Regions from separate parts of the Mus musculus genome. Here regions 1 and 3 are each linked to region 2. The links are chromatin contacts, called in public Hi-C and HiChIP or PLAC-seq maps. All regions are on one chromosome and are shown on one strand. The core of a region is the stretch at or near the end of the contact, and the rest is flanking DNA. Distances in the headings are between cores, read along the strand shown.

Evidence for each region. Hi-C and Micro-C count contacts between places; a contact is called where the count stands out from the background. HiChIP or PLAC-seq counts read pairs in DNA pulled down with a chosen protein or histone mark.
Region 1: a Hi-C map of Th17 cells shows a contact between it and region 2, with 6 times the contacts expected there. The contact joins two enhancer-like sites. A contact is called at or near these places in 1 of 39 promoter capture datasets (the 3T3-L1 cell line), 9 of 15 datasets of contacts at CTCF or cohesin (CD8 T cells, the G1E-ER4 cell line, the NIH/3T3 cell line and 5 more), 284 of 484 Hi-C or Micro-C datasets (the 3T3-L1 cell line, 3T3-L1-derived adipocytes, the 4T1 cell line and 147 more), 31 of 115 datasets of contacts at active chromatin or transcription factors (the 230-238 cell line, CD4 T cells, CD8 T cells and 22 more) and 5 of 9 other capture datasets (adipose tissue, embryonic stem cells, embryonic tail and 2 more).
Region 3: a contact with region 2 is called in a FOXA1 HiChIP or PLAC-seq map of pancreatic cancer cells. The contact joins two enhancer-like sites. A contact is called at or near these places in 6 of 484 Hi-C or Micro-C datasets (the BV-2 cell line, CD8 T cells, the G1E-ER4 cell line and 3 more) and 1 of 115 datasets of contacts at active chromatin or transcription factors (pancreatic cancer cells).

What each region holds. Positions count from the first base shown.
Region 1 is chr1:40,371,462-40,375,632 of GRCm38.p6, forward strand. No RefSeq gene overlaps it. Among named protein-coding and RNA genes, the nearest start is that of Il1rl2, 49 kb to the left of the region's middle. Within about 2 kb of position 1,725, at least 14 of the 459 cell types and tissues checked have an H3K27ac peak or open chromatin away from gene starts, as enhancers often do. A contact at or near this core is called in Th17 cells, where this site is marked.
Region 2 is chr1:40,541,010-40,545,243 of GRCm38.p6, forward strand. Il18rap (interleukin 18 receptor accessory protein) reads left to right here. Exons shown (of 13, transcript NM_010553.4): 10 at 878-1,029; 11 at 1,981-2,118. Among named protein-coding and RNA genes, the nearest start is that of Il18rap, 28 kb to the left of the region's middle. Within about 2 kb of position 1,327, at least 22 of the 459 cell types and tissues checked have an H3K27ac peak or open chromatin away from gene starts, as enhancers often do. A contact at or near this core is called in Th17 cells and pancreatic cancer cells, where this site is marked.
Region 3 is chr1:40,293,611-40,298,013 of GRCm38.p6, forward strand. It overlaps Il1r1 (interleukin 1 receptor, type I), which reads left to right. Exons shown (of 11, transcript NM_001123382.1): 4 at 1-37; 5 at 1,148-1,316; 6 at 4,299-4,364. Among named protein-coding and RNA genes, the nearest start is that of Il1rl2, 29 kb to the right of the region's middle. Within about 2 kb of position 1,746, at least 42 of the 459 cell types and tissues checked have an H3K27ac peak or open chromatin away from gene starts, as enhancers often do. A contact at or near this core is called in pancreatic cancer cells, where this site is marked.

The sequences.
Region 1 (4,171 bases), core at 475-2,974, 170 kb before region 2:
CAGGACTCTGTTGCTTCCAGAGCTTCTGTAGCTGAGTTCCAGAGGCAGTGGTGGTGAAGAAAAGCCTAAAGTATCTCTTGTAGTGTGATCCTACGCCCGTTGATGACTTGATTTTGTTCTGCTTTGTTCTGTCCACTGGATTCTAAAACCATCAAGTAGAAAATTCCAGAAGTAAAGAGTTGCTAAGTTGTTAAGCTTCATGCCACTCTTAGTATGGTAATGGCATCTTGCACGGCTGTGGCCGGGACATGAACCGCCTCTTTGTCTAAAGTATCCACATTGTATATGTCACCCACCAGTTAGACGCTCAATGGTTTGAGCTCTTGTAACTATTATTTCACTTAGTGATGCCTCCAAAGTGTCAGCATAGTCGTGCTGGTAGTTCAGGTTTGTACTGGCTAGTTTTGTGTCAACTTGACACAGCTGGAGTTATCACAGAAAAAGGAGCTTCAGTTGAGGAAATGCCTCCATGAGATACAACTGTAAGGCATTTTCTCAATTAGTGATCAAGGGGGAACCATCTCTTGGCTGGCAGTCTTGGGTTCTATAAGAGAGCAGGCTGAGCAAGCCAGGGGAGGCAAGCCAGTAAAGAACATCTCTCCATGTCCTCTGTATCAGCTCCTGCTTCCTGACCTGCTTGAGTTCCAGTCCTGACTTCCTTTGGTGATGAACAGCAGTATGGAAGTGTAAGCCGAATAAACCCTTTCCTCCCCAACTTGCTTCTTGGTCATGATGTTTGTTCAGGAATAGAAACCCTGACTAAGACAAGGTTCTTCCTATAAATGTCATCCCATCATCCCGAGATGGGTCAGTGTAGCCAAGTTCAAGCTCAGGAGAGCTCACAGTCATGTGACTCTGGCTGAAGTATATCTTTATAATTGTCAGGTATTGTTATTAATCTCTTACTGCATCAAAAGTTTAAGTTAAGCTGCATCATAGGAACATTCATAGAGTAAATGGATATGTGTGTATGTATGTATGTATGTATGTATGTATGTATGTATGAATATATATGGTTTGTTATTATTCTCAGTTCTAGTCTCCATTGGGGACTCTAGGATGAATTCCTCTTGGATAAGGAGTATTTATCTGCCTAAAATAGGGAGACCATCAGCTACCCCATCAAAAACTATGCTGAATCCCAGGGGAAGGCTGGTGGAAGAGAGCTGAGGATTCTTCACAGCCAAGCTACTGTCAGTCAACTGTGCATGTGAGGCAGCTCTTCAAACCTTTCTGCTACCTGGTGCACATGATTTTAATCCTGCACCTCAGTCAGTGGTGAGAGTGACGCCCTCATGCCCGGTGGCTGGGGATGCAAACTCCTGCATCCATTATGGAAACCAACATGGAAGGCTCCCTCAAACCAATAAAACACCCTAACAAAAACAATGAAGCCCAAGCAGGCCTACCACATGACCCAGGTGTCTCACTCCTGGGTGTACACACCAGGAAATCTCTGTTAGCACACTCGAGACATACTGATACATCTCTGTGGATGCACTGTTTACAGTACCCAAGATACAGAAGCAACTTGAATGTGTGTGAACAGAAGAGGAGGAAAAAAATGTGCTCCGTACACTAAGGGAACTTTGTTCTGCTGTGAAGAATGAAATCATGTCATCTTCAGGGAAAGGATAGAACTGCAGATTCTCATGCTTTGCAGAATAATTCAGACCCAAGGGACACACAGCACATGTTTTCTCTTAAGTGCAGAATTTGTGTTTTAAGAACGTGAGTCATAAAGTGTCAGGGAGGCCTCCAAGGGCCATGGGTGTGTGCTGAACGGAGTAGGAAAAAGAAGATGGGGTAATCTATAATTCTCTTTTACACACAACATATACAACATGAAATCAGAGTAGGAAGCATTCTAGGGGTGACTAGCAGGCAGAGGGAAGGAACAGAAGAGGGTTTCAGATGGTGAATATGAGTGAAGTATAACGATAAACATATATGAAAATGGATGAAACCCAATACTTTGTTTGCTAACCAATAGTTATCTCAACATTTAAAATGTAACAAGATGGTAAAGATGAAGGAGTGGGGGTGGTGAGACAGATCAGAGTGTAGGCTTAGATTTTTCAAAACCTACTTTGATAAGGGTTCTTAAATGCTTTGATCTCCCTTCTAGCCCACCAACCAAAGGAGGGGAGAGATGTTTAATAGAACAAGGCGGGGTGTAGACATGTTTAGAAGTAGTTCTTTGGGGCGATACAATCTTTGTTGTCAGGATCTCAGCAGTCCAGTCCAAAATACCAAACATGAATTGGTAGCAGTAGCTCAATCAGAGAAGCGGCAAGAAGCAGCCGGAATACCAGAGACAAGTTCTTTGGTGCTTTTCTCTCCAGGAAGTCAGCACAAGCAAGGATCATGTAGACCAGGAAAGCCTTGCAAGGGGAACCAATGCGAACTGTCTGCTGGGTTCCACTTTTACTCTTTCCAAACACCCTGTGTCCTCCAAGTGTCGTCTGCCTCAGCAAAGATCCTCTCAGAAGACAGTTTTCAGACATGCATCACATGACACAAGTGAGTCTCCAAAGAAACCAGAAATTTCCACTCCATCAGAGGGTGAAGGTGCTTTTCTGCATGGTGACTGGCATGCAGAAGCTAGGTAGGATGGAAGGAGAGAACCAACTCCACAAAGATGTCTTGCTCCACACACACGCACACACGCACACACACGCACACACACGCACACACACGCACACACACATACACACACACACGCACACTGCTGTGTGTCCAAAGCCACACACACAAACACACACACACACACACGTGCACACCCCCACACACATACACACACACATGTACACACACACACACACACACACACATGTACACACACATGCATACACACATACACACACACACACACACACACACACACACACACACACACACTGCTGTGTGTCCAAAGCCGAAATGGAGGTGTAGCTGAGAGAGGTAAGCAACTCAGAGAGGGGACCTGACAGGAAAGTCTTAGCCCCTCTTACTCTGGAGTGACTAAGTCAGTCACAAAGCCACTTTCTTGTGACCTCTTCACTATGATCTGCCCATGAAAATGGCTTGAGATGACATTGATGTTCACTCCATAGGGGCTCCAGGCAAGTATGGGCTTTCCTTGAAAGATCAACTGGAATTAAAAAAATCTATATTTATGTCTATATCTATGTCTCTCTATAGACATAAAGACATGTCTATATAGACATCTATAGGTGTATAAATATCAGAAATATCTATGTATATCAGATATATGTCTGTCTATATATTATCATATATATCAGATATCTGTATCTTTAAGTATAATGTATATCTGTACCTATATAGATATAGATCAATCTATGTATCAATCAGTTATCTATCTGTCTATCTATCTATCTATCTATCTATCTATCTATCTATCTATCTATCTATACATCTATACATGTAAGCCAAGTGTGATAGTGTAGCCTGTGATCCCTCTGCTCGAGAGGCTGAGGTGGGGGGTTGGGATGGGAGCTAAGGGTGGTTAGGTAATGAAACCCTATCTTGAGAAAGCAAACAACAGACAAACAAAAGATACTTACATAAAACCTCTTGATTAGCCAATGATGCCACCGGGAGACCAGAGTGGGACCTATATGTGAGGGCTCAACCTGAGCTTCTTCTACTCACGTGTGGAACCCTGCAGTGATCCCATGTCACAGCTGACCTTTCCCCAGATCTTGGCCCTGTTTCCCGTTTACAAACTTTCTCCCATTGCGTGCTCTTCTGGCGAGTGGATGCAGGATGTGTTTAAAGATGAAGAAAGTGGAGAGTTCCTTTCTGTTCTTGGCATAACAAATACACAGAGTTGGCTTTGTGTCCTGGCACGGAATACTGCTGGGTGTTGGGACTCAATGGCCAGGGCCTTCTCAACTCAAGTGTAGTTAGTTTTTCTGGGCCATTGAAGGTTGGGACACAGTGTGCACACTCTGAGCCTCACATACCCAGAATGCATCTGGAGACCCTGCTGGTTGCCTTAATGAGAGAACTCCACAGCTCCCTGGTTATCCATGGCAAATTCCTGATTTGGGAAGGGCTCCAGAGTCCTGGGTTTCTCCCCTTCACTGGACACTCAGCTGCTACTTACTGCTGTTGCCTAACCACTCCTGAAAGGGCGGACCATGAGAAACGGAGCCCACCAGTGCCC
Region 2 (4,234 bases), core at 77-2,576:
GTCAGTTTTCTGGGTGGGTCAGAGATCTGGGTGCCAGGCTGGAGGTGGGACATACTAAAGTCACACAGTAATGATGATGTCACTACTGTGGCCAGCACCACTCTTCCTCCACTGAACTTTGCCCCTGACACTACCAAGTCAGGATGTTCATATCCTGACTCCTTAGAGTTTGTGTTGTGAGGAAGGAAGAGATTAAAGAGTCCATAGTCAGTGCTCAGCCAAGTACCTGGTAGCAAGCCTCAAGAGGAATTAGGTGTGGTGTGGTATGATGTGTGTGTGTGTGTGTGTGTGTGTGTGTGTGTGTGTGTGTAGGTGTGTAGGTGTGTAGGTGTATGTAGACATATGTGTACTTGCATTTGGAGGCTAGGGGTAAATCTCATCTTTCATTCCTCAAAGTTCACTAATCTTGTTTGGGGTTGGGGGTGGGGGGCAGAATTTCTTCCTGACTGAACTAGGCTGTCTGGCCACTGAGCCATACGGATCCACTTCTGTCTGCTTTCCCAATGCTGGCATTACACGTACACGCTACCACACCTGGCTTTTTACATGTGCTCCGGGGATTAAATTTAGGGCTTCATGCTTGGGAAGGAAACAGTCTACAGAGGGAGACTGTTCATAAATTATCAATATTCTTCATTCCCAAAGGGGGACTCTTACAGTGAAGTCCAGAGGAGGGCCACACGTAACTTGTGCTTTAGTGCAAAGCCTTAGCAGATTCCATCCATTGATGAAGAACAAGCCTCCTCTGTCTGTCTCTGATCTTTTACAGTCTTCTTACGAGAAATTCCTACTGGCTCTTCGTCAGCTTTCTGAGCACAGCTTCACGAATGGCAGTTGATCTTCCTGAGTGGGTGTGAATTTCCCCCTCCTTTTCTAGAATTCAATCCACTTTCAAGAATGAAGTCATTGAACGTACCATCTTCTTGAGAGAAGTTACCCAGAGAGATCTCAGCAGAAAGTTTGTTTGCTTTGCCCAGAACTCCATTGGGAACACAACACGGACCATACGGCTGAGGAAGAAGGAAGAGGGTAAGCCTAGAAGTTTGTTCCCAGAGATTGACAACTGTTCTTCTTGAAAGGGGAAGGGGCATTTTCCCAAAAAGAGCATCAGTGTTAGCTGTGAAAGCTTTCCAGACACTAAAGCACTTTGCCGTGGTAGTTCCTTTAAGGCCTTGACTATGACCATACAACTGACTTTGACCTGAGCTTTGTAACAACTAATTTGTGTGCAGAAGAACCCATTACTCAACTCACCCAGACTTTCTGTTCATGCTGTTGCCCATTCATATAGCCTTCCCACTTACTCATTCCCTAAAGCACTCAATTAACCTACTTATCCCTCTTGTACCTACAAGAATCCCCAGCCCCACCTACCCCCACCCACTGGGACAGCCCAGTGTGCAGACATCACTTTCTTTGCCATTTGCCCCTGCTGGCTTCCAGAGACCATGACAAGAACTCTGAGAAATGCCCATGAGGAACAGTTCCATCCTTAGCAAGATGTCCAGGGATGAGGTTGGGCCAATCATGGACTTGCTCAGTCGATGACTGGAACACAGTCCAGCAGAGTAAATGTCCTCTGGCCATAGTGTGACACTGTAAGTGTGCCATGACGGTAGCTTTCCTATGCAGATCCCTTATTTATAAGTTGAGTCATGGAGGGTGCAAGGTGCTGATGTGACTCCTAGTCTAGGAATGTTTAGACTTCCATGGGGATGAGCACCCGCAAATGTAATTTACAACAGGCAACAGGAAAGGTACAGATGAGCTCTATAGACATTTGTAGGAACAAAAATAGGTAAAATGACTCAGCATCGTAGGTCAGCTCATCAGGAATTTCCCATCAACCTGGCTCTCTAGAGTTAATTGTGGAAAATTCCATCCAGACTTGAGATGACAGAGATAGCAGCATGGCTTTCTATTACATAATAGGCTGTGTTGGTCTAGATGTGTTTGCTCAGATCTCTGTGTTTCCCTTAGTGGTGTTTGTATACATCCTTCTCGGCACGGCCTTGATGCTGGTGGGCGTTCTGGTGGCAGCTGCTTTCCTCTACTGGTACTGGATTGAAGTTGTCCTGCTCTGTCGAACCTACAAGAACAAAGATGAGACTCTGGGGGGTAAGAACACCCAGTGTGCCACTCCCTGTCTAAATGACAAGACACTGTTACTTAGTTATTCCCTATCTATTGGCTCTCTTTTCTTAGAACTGTCTTAGTTGTGATTTCACATGCCTCCTGCCAGCCAGAGCCCATGAGAAAAGTCAGAGGTAGCTAATGCCTGATAGGTAGTGTTTTATCTCGAAGGATTAGGTCCTTCCTCTTCTTCTTTTCCTCCTCCTCCTCTTCCTCTTTTTCTTCCTCTTCTTTTCCCCCTCTTCTTTTTCTTTTAATTTTTCTTCCTCCTCTTATCCTCCTTCTTCCTCCCCCTCCTTCTCTTCACCTTTCTCTTCTTCTTTTTCTTCTTTCTATTCTTCTTCTTCCTCTTCTAATTCTTCTTCCTCCTCCTCCTAGTCTTTCCTCCCCCTTTTCTTACTCTTCTTCTTTTTTCTTCTAATTTTCCTGCTCCTCTTCTTGTTCATCTTCTCCTCCTTCCTCTTCCTCCTCCTCCTCCTCTTCTTCTTCCTCCTCCTCCTTCCTCTCCTCCTTTTGCTCTGGCTTTACACCAGGAAAGACTGAAGAAACAATTCTAGCTCATTCTAGTTACCAGGAACCTTGTAGAAGATACTTTTGTGGGATTTATGGGACTTAGAAATATTCTCTTTGCTAACCAATCTGGGGTGATTCAGCAAGTGGCAGCTTTATATACCGCTCTCCTCATTCATAAAACAGGACTGTCGCAGCAGCAGGCAGAGGACAGTATGTGAGCTCACTGAGGCTAGACCTGGTTTGCCTTTAGACTGGTACCTAAGTATATAGAAACTCAGTATGGTCTGCGATGAATGTCACTTGAGGATGGGTCATATGCCCAGTCAGAGTATTGACTATTGCCATCTTCACAGTCCCCTTAGACAGAGAAAGATGAAGCCATAATCTTCGTATGAGACCACCCAAAGAGGCTGTGTCTTAACTTTGAATCTTTAAGTCTGGTTTTAGGAAACCCATCACCTGGGTTATTACCACATGAAAACAAGGCATGCCAGGTCAGGGATTTGTCCCAAACAAGTGTAAGTTGCACAAATTACAAGTCCTATTATTACCAATGACACTTCTGTTAATTCACCCACAAGACATGGTTGCAATACCCATCATGTTGTATGGGCTAGAATGCTGCTTTAAGCTTTGCTGGCTTCAGCAAGTCTCAGGTCAGTGTATTTGCAGTGTCAGTGACTGACTTTACTGCTTGGAGCAGAAGGTCTGCCTGCCGTGTAAGCACCTTCACTGGGAGGGTCCTCTGAGGCCAGTGGCTTTTGCAGGCTGAAATTACGGCACCAAGAAAAGAAAGTAAGAAGTGTTTCAGGTCTGAGTTCAGTTCCCCGCCCCCACAAACACACACAAACACACACACACACACACACACACACACACACACACACACACACACACACACACACCTGAACCAAGCTAAGAAAACTAGAGAAATACATGCATTTCATCTTATTTTAGATCGATTATTGATAACATCCTTTGAGTTCCATATAAGCCAACAGTGTTTTCAGAATTTTTGTTTGTTTAATTAGCCTTTTATATTTGTATGGAACAAATTCACTGAACCCCCCCCCCCCTAAGATTCTAGAGTTTAACAAAGCAGAGTCAGTTGATAGGGATCATTTAATTTTGTCTCATGTGATTTCACTTCTTGGTGATTTGCTCAGAACTGGGTTCTGGAGCACAGTGATTCAGCGCCCTCTGCTGGTCAAACGGATATTTATTTACAAAATGAAAGCCCAAGAGTTCATTGTGAATGTCTAAACTTCATTTAGAAAGAAATAACACTAGGAGGACATGTGTAGGTCCTCTAACACCACACTCTGTAAATTCATTGCTAAATAAGTTTATCTTTTTTTTGTTTTGTTTTGTTTTCCATTTTTTATTAGGTATTTAGCTTATTTACATTTCCAATGCTATACCAAAAGTCCCCCATACCCACCCACCCCCACTCCCCTACACACCCACTCCCCCTTTTTGGCCCTGGCATTCCCCTGTACTGGGGCATACAGAGTTTACGTGTCCAATGGGCCTCTCTTTCCAGTGATGGCCGATTAGGCCATCTTTTGATACATATGCAGCTAGAGTC
Region 3 (4,403 bases), core at 496-2,995, 250 kb before region 2:
TGAAAATAATGAGTTACCCGAGGTCCAGTGGTATAAGGTAATTTCGTTTTCAATGTGATATTTTACTTTTACATAGTTTTCCATTACTAACAGTAAAATGTATCTACAAAAGTATTTGCTTGAATATTGCTCTCTTTGTAGTGGTGCAACTTCATAGAGAGATGAACAAAAAAAATATGATCATGTTCACTGATCCTTACAAATTACCTAGAATCTTAAAACCCTTGTCTCTATCTGCCTTAGTAAGATGTAGTTTCAAGAAAAGTGCTAGAACATCCTTTGAGAGAATAGATTAGAAATTTAAGCCCCTTAAGAGAGAACTTTTTATAACAGAGATAGTGTTTTGTGTTTCATTAAAAACATATGTTCTGGGGCTGCAGGGATGGCTCAGGGATTAATAGCATGCATGGCTCTTGCACAGAACTAGAATTTGTTTTCCAGCATGCACAGAAAAGGCGGCTCACAACTGCCTATAATTACAGATCCACCTGCCGCCCCCTTCTGGCCTCCATTGGTACTGTCCTCGTGTGCACAAACCTCTACCGCACACATACACACACTCATAATTAAAGATAAAATAAAAATAAATCCTAAAAGACTAATGAAAAGCTAAATGCTTCATACGTAACATGGTAGCGTCTGTAGCCACTTAATCAGTAGGTGGAACACAGCGTATTTTATTACCTTTAGCTTACCTAGTCTGGTGGAACTTACATGCGAACATCATCTTTTAGAGATGAAAGAATATGAAATGAATAGTATCCGTGCAGGAAGGGGCTGTGGTGTTGAGAAATGTCAGCATTATTGCTTCAATCACATCTTCTGTGAAATAAATTTGTCTTCACCCGTCTTTGTGGCATACGCCTCTGGGCTTCAAATTTTGAAATGTAATTATCCCCCCCTCCATGCCCCCTCACCTCAAATAGAGATAAAACATGCTGTATACAACTGAGCTTTCAGTTACTTTCTCTGTCATGAATTTGTGAAAAACAGAAGTGAAAAACTTGTGTTCCTATTCCACTGCACAGGGGAGCTCCTAACTGTCCCATGCCTCTTTTTATTTATTCTTGTTTAGAACTGTAAACCATTCCACTGCACAGGGGAGCTCCTAACTGTCCCATGCCTCTTTTTATTTATTCTTGTTTAGAACTGTAAACCTCTGCTTCTTGACAACGTGAGCTTCTTCGGAGTAAAAGATAAACTGTTGGTGAGGAATGTGGCTGAAGAGCACAGAGGGGACTATATATGCCGTATGTCCTATACGTTCCGGGGGAAGCAATATCCGGTCACACGAGTAATACAATTTATCACAATAGGTGAGTCACAGCTCTGACCCCTGGTGTTGGCATGTGGACTGGCCTTAGAGACCACCGTTCTGATATCATTGCTCTGTTGTCTAAAAAGGAACTAAGTCTAGGAACTGGTCAATGACTCACAAGGTCTATTGGTCACACAAAGTAAAATAGGGAAGAGACAGTTTGTTTTGACTCATGTGTCCAGAGAGAATGCAGTTGGTTATGGCGAGGGAGGCATGGAAGCTGGAGTGTGAGGATAGCTCGGCAGTCGGGAAGAAGGGTGATAGGATTTCATGGGCACACTGGAAGGAGAGAGAGAAGTGGGGAGAGGGGGGGGAGGGGAAGGTGAGAGGAGAAGATGGGAGGGAAAGGAGGAGAAGAGGGAAGGAAAGGAGAGAGAGGGGAGGGAGAGGAGGGGAGGGGAGAGAAGGAAGAAAAAGGAACTTCTCAGTATGGTAGCAGTGAGGAGGGCCCAGCAGTCAGGAAGGAGGATGATAATGTTTCATGGGCACACTGGAAAGAGGGGGGGAGGATGAGGGAAGGAAGGAGAGAGGAAGGGAGGGAGGGAAGGGGGGACAGAGAGAGGGAGGGGAGGGGGATGGAGGTAGAGGTATGGACGGGGAGAGGAAGCAGAGAGTAGATAGATATATAGAGCCAGCAATAGAGAAAGAGAGATAGAGCTAGACAAATGATTGATAGATGATAGAGATAGATAGTCAGAAATGGGTTCAACTATAAAATCTTAAAACCTCACTCCCCCCCCCCCCCACACACACACAGTGACATCCTGTCTCCAGCTCTGCTTTATCTACCAAAGGTTCCACAACCTTTCCAGATAGTAGTACCAGCTGGGGACCAAGTGTTCAAACTCATGAGCCTGTGGGGGGATGTTCATGTTCATGTTCAAACCACAATGCAAAGTCTTATGGTCTTAATTTCATTTTTTGTTAGTAAGTAGTACATGGATATTTTTCATTACTGCTCCTGGTGCAATGCTAATTAGACAAATGCATTATGAATTATACTTTCCAATCAATCTTGTTAAATATCTTCGATATCACTGAAGGTAGTTCCTCCAAGGAGCTCCCGGACTCTCTTTAGTGGGTACATTACTGTGTGAGAGCATGCTCTGGGGGAGTCTGACTCTATGGGAGTCACTGACATTGGAGATATAGTACAGTGGTGGGACATTTGTCTAGTATGTGTGGAACTTTGGGTCCCACTCCCAGGACTGTAACAGGCAAACCCAAAAGTACAACAGAGCAGTCATGCAATGGAATAGATTCCCAGGAGCCAGGAGATGTTATCTACCCAGAATGCACTGTTTGGTTTCCTTGATCACTTAATCTTTAAGTGAATCTCCTTTTCTATAAGAAGATGGTGTGGCATGTAAGGCTTTGAAAAGATTAGGTATGAGGTAAGCTCATCTTGTGGTCACATGCCTGATGCAAAGCAGGCCTTGCTATGAAACAGATGTGCAGTTAGCAGGCATGTGAGGACCAGTCTTAATGTTTTCACGGCTCTCCACCCCATCACATCCATATATCATATTAAAAACTGTTTCTCAACAAAAGTGAACCAAATTGCACTTTTACAAGTTACCTGTGAATGGGCAGTGTCTTAGGGTTTTACTGCTGTGAGCAGACACCATGACTAAGACAGCTCTTATAAAGGACAACATTTAATTGGGGCTGGCTTACAAGTTCAGAGGTTCAGTCCATTATCATCAAGGCAGGAAGATGGCAGCATCTAGGCAGGCATGGTGCAGGCAGAGCTGAGAGTTCTACATCTTCATCTGAAGGCTGGTAGCAGAATACTCCCTTCCAGGTAGTTAGGATGAGGATCTTAAAGCCCAAACCACAGCAACACACCTACTCCAACAAGGCCACACCTACTCCAACAGGGCCACACCTTCTAATAGCGCCACTCCCTGGCCCAAGCATATTCAAACCACCACAGGCAGAGTATTTAACCTTTCTGTAAATGGTGGTTTTCAGTAATAAGAAGCTGATCTATCAGCTGGACTTTTTTTTTTTTTTTTAAGGATCAACTTCAAGCAATTATGTTGGGACACAGTTGCAACTATCCCAGGCAAGCTTGTGATAGGAGGACCATACACATAGTTGAGTTTTCTGTATTTTATAGTCACTTCTTTTTCATGGACTAATTTTATTAAATAAAATCTTAACACTTGCTTTGACCCTACAAGCACTGGCTAGATGTAACTTTTGAGTGGTCATCTATTGAGCATGTCCTGTCTTGTCTGTAGGAAAGATGGAGTCCAATCTTGTGCCCTCCTGAGATTCTTTTGTTTGCCTGCCTATGGAGGGGGAACTACCGGGCATCTCGTCTGTTTCTCGTTCTTTCTCCTCAGCCACAAATCAACTCACAGCACCAATCTTGGAAAGAAGCAGGAGATTAATTTTTAGAGGCTTCTTGAATGCTTTCTGACTATTTAAATAAATTATGCCAAGTTGTCTGTCACTTACCAGTAGCTGCTGTGTTGGTGCCATAGTAACTCAGCACGTTGTACCCAGCACTGGCTGTGATAGCTATTGCCTTTCCCACTTTGCAGCACGAAGAGAGCCCTCCAATCCCCAGGGTCCTGTGCACATAGGTGCTGTGTACAGAGTAAATTCTCATTAATGTTTGTACTTTCTTAGTAGAGTTGTGTGTATTCATACTCATTTCTCTTTCTTCTCTTGTGAGTGTATGTTTATCTTTGTGTGTACATGTACACACATGTATGTGAGAGTACAGGTATATCTATGTGTGTGTGTTGGCTGGAGAATACCTGTATGGTCCACCTCTGTGGTGTGTATGGTCCAACCTTGCTTCAGGTGTTCAGTTTCTGGGGTCTCCCCTCCTCTTCCTCATTTTTTATCTCCTGCTGTACTTGAGGGACTGTCCAGTCAGATCCAGTTCAGTGTTGGCCCAGTGATGGTATCACCTGTGATCTGCCTGGACAAAGGCTCAGGAACTCTGTGGGTTTTCCTTTTGCAGATGAAAACAAGAGGGACAGACCTGTTATCCTGAGCCCTCGGAATGAGACGATCGAAGCTGACCCAGGTAAGCAGGCTTCCCAGGGTGTGGTGAGGCCATTATCCT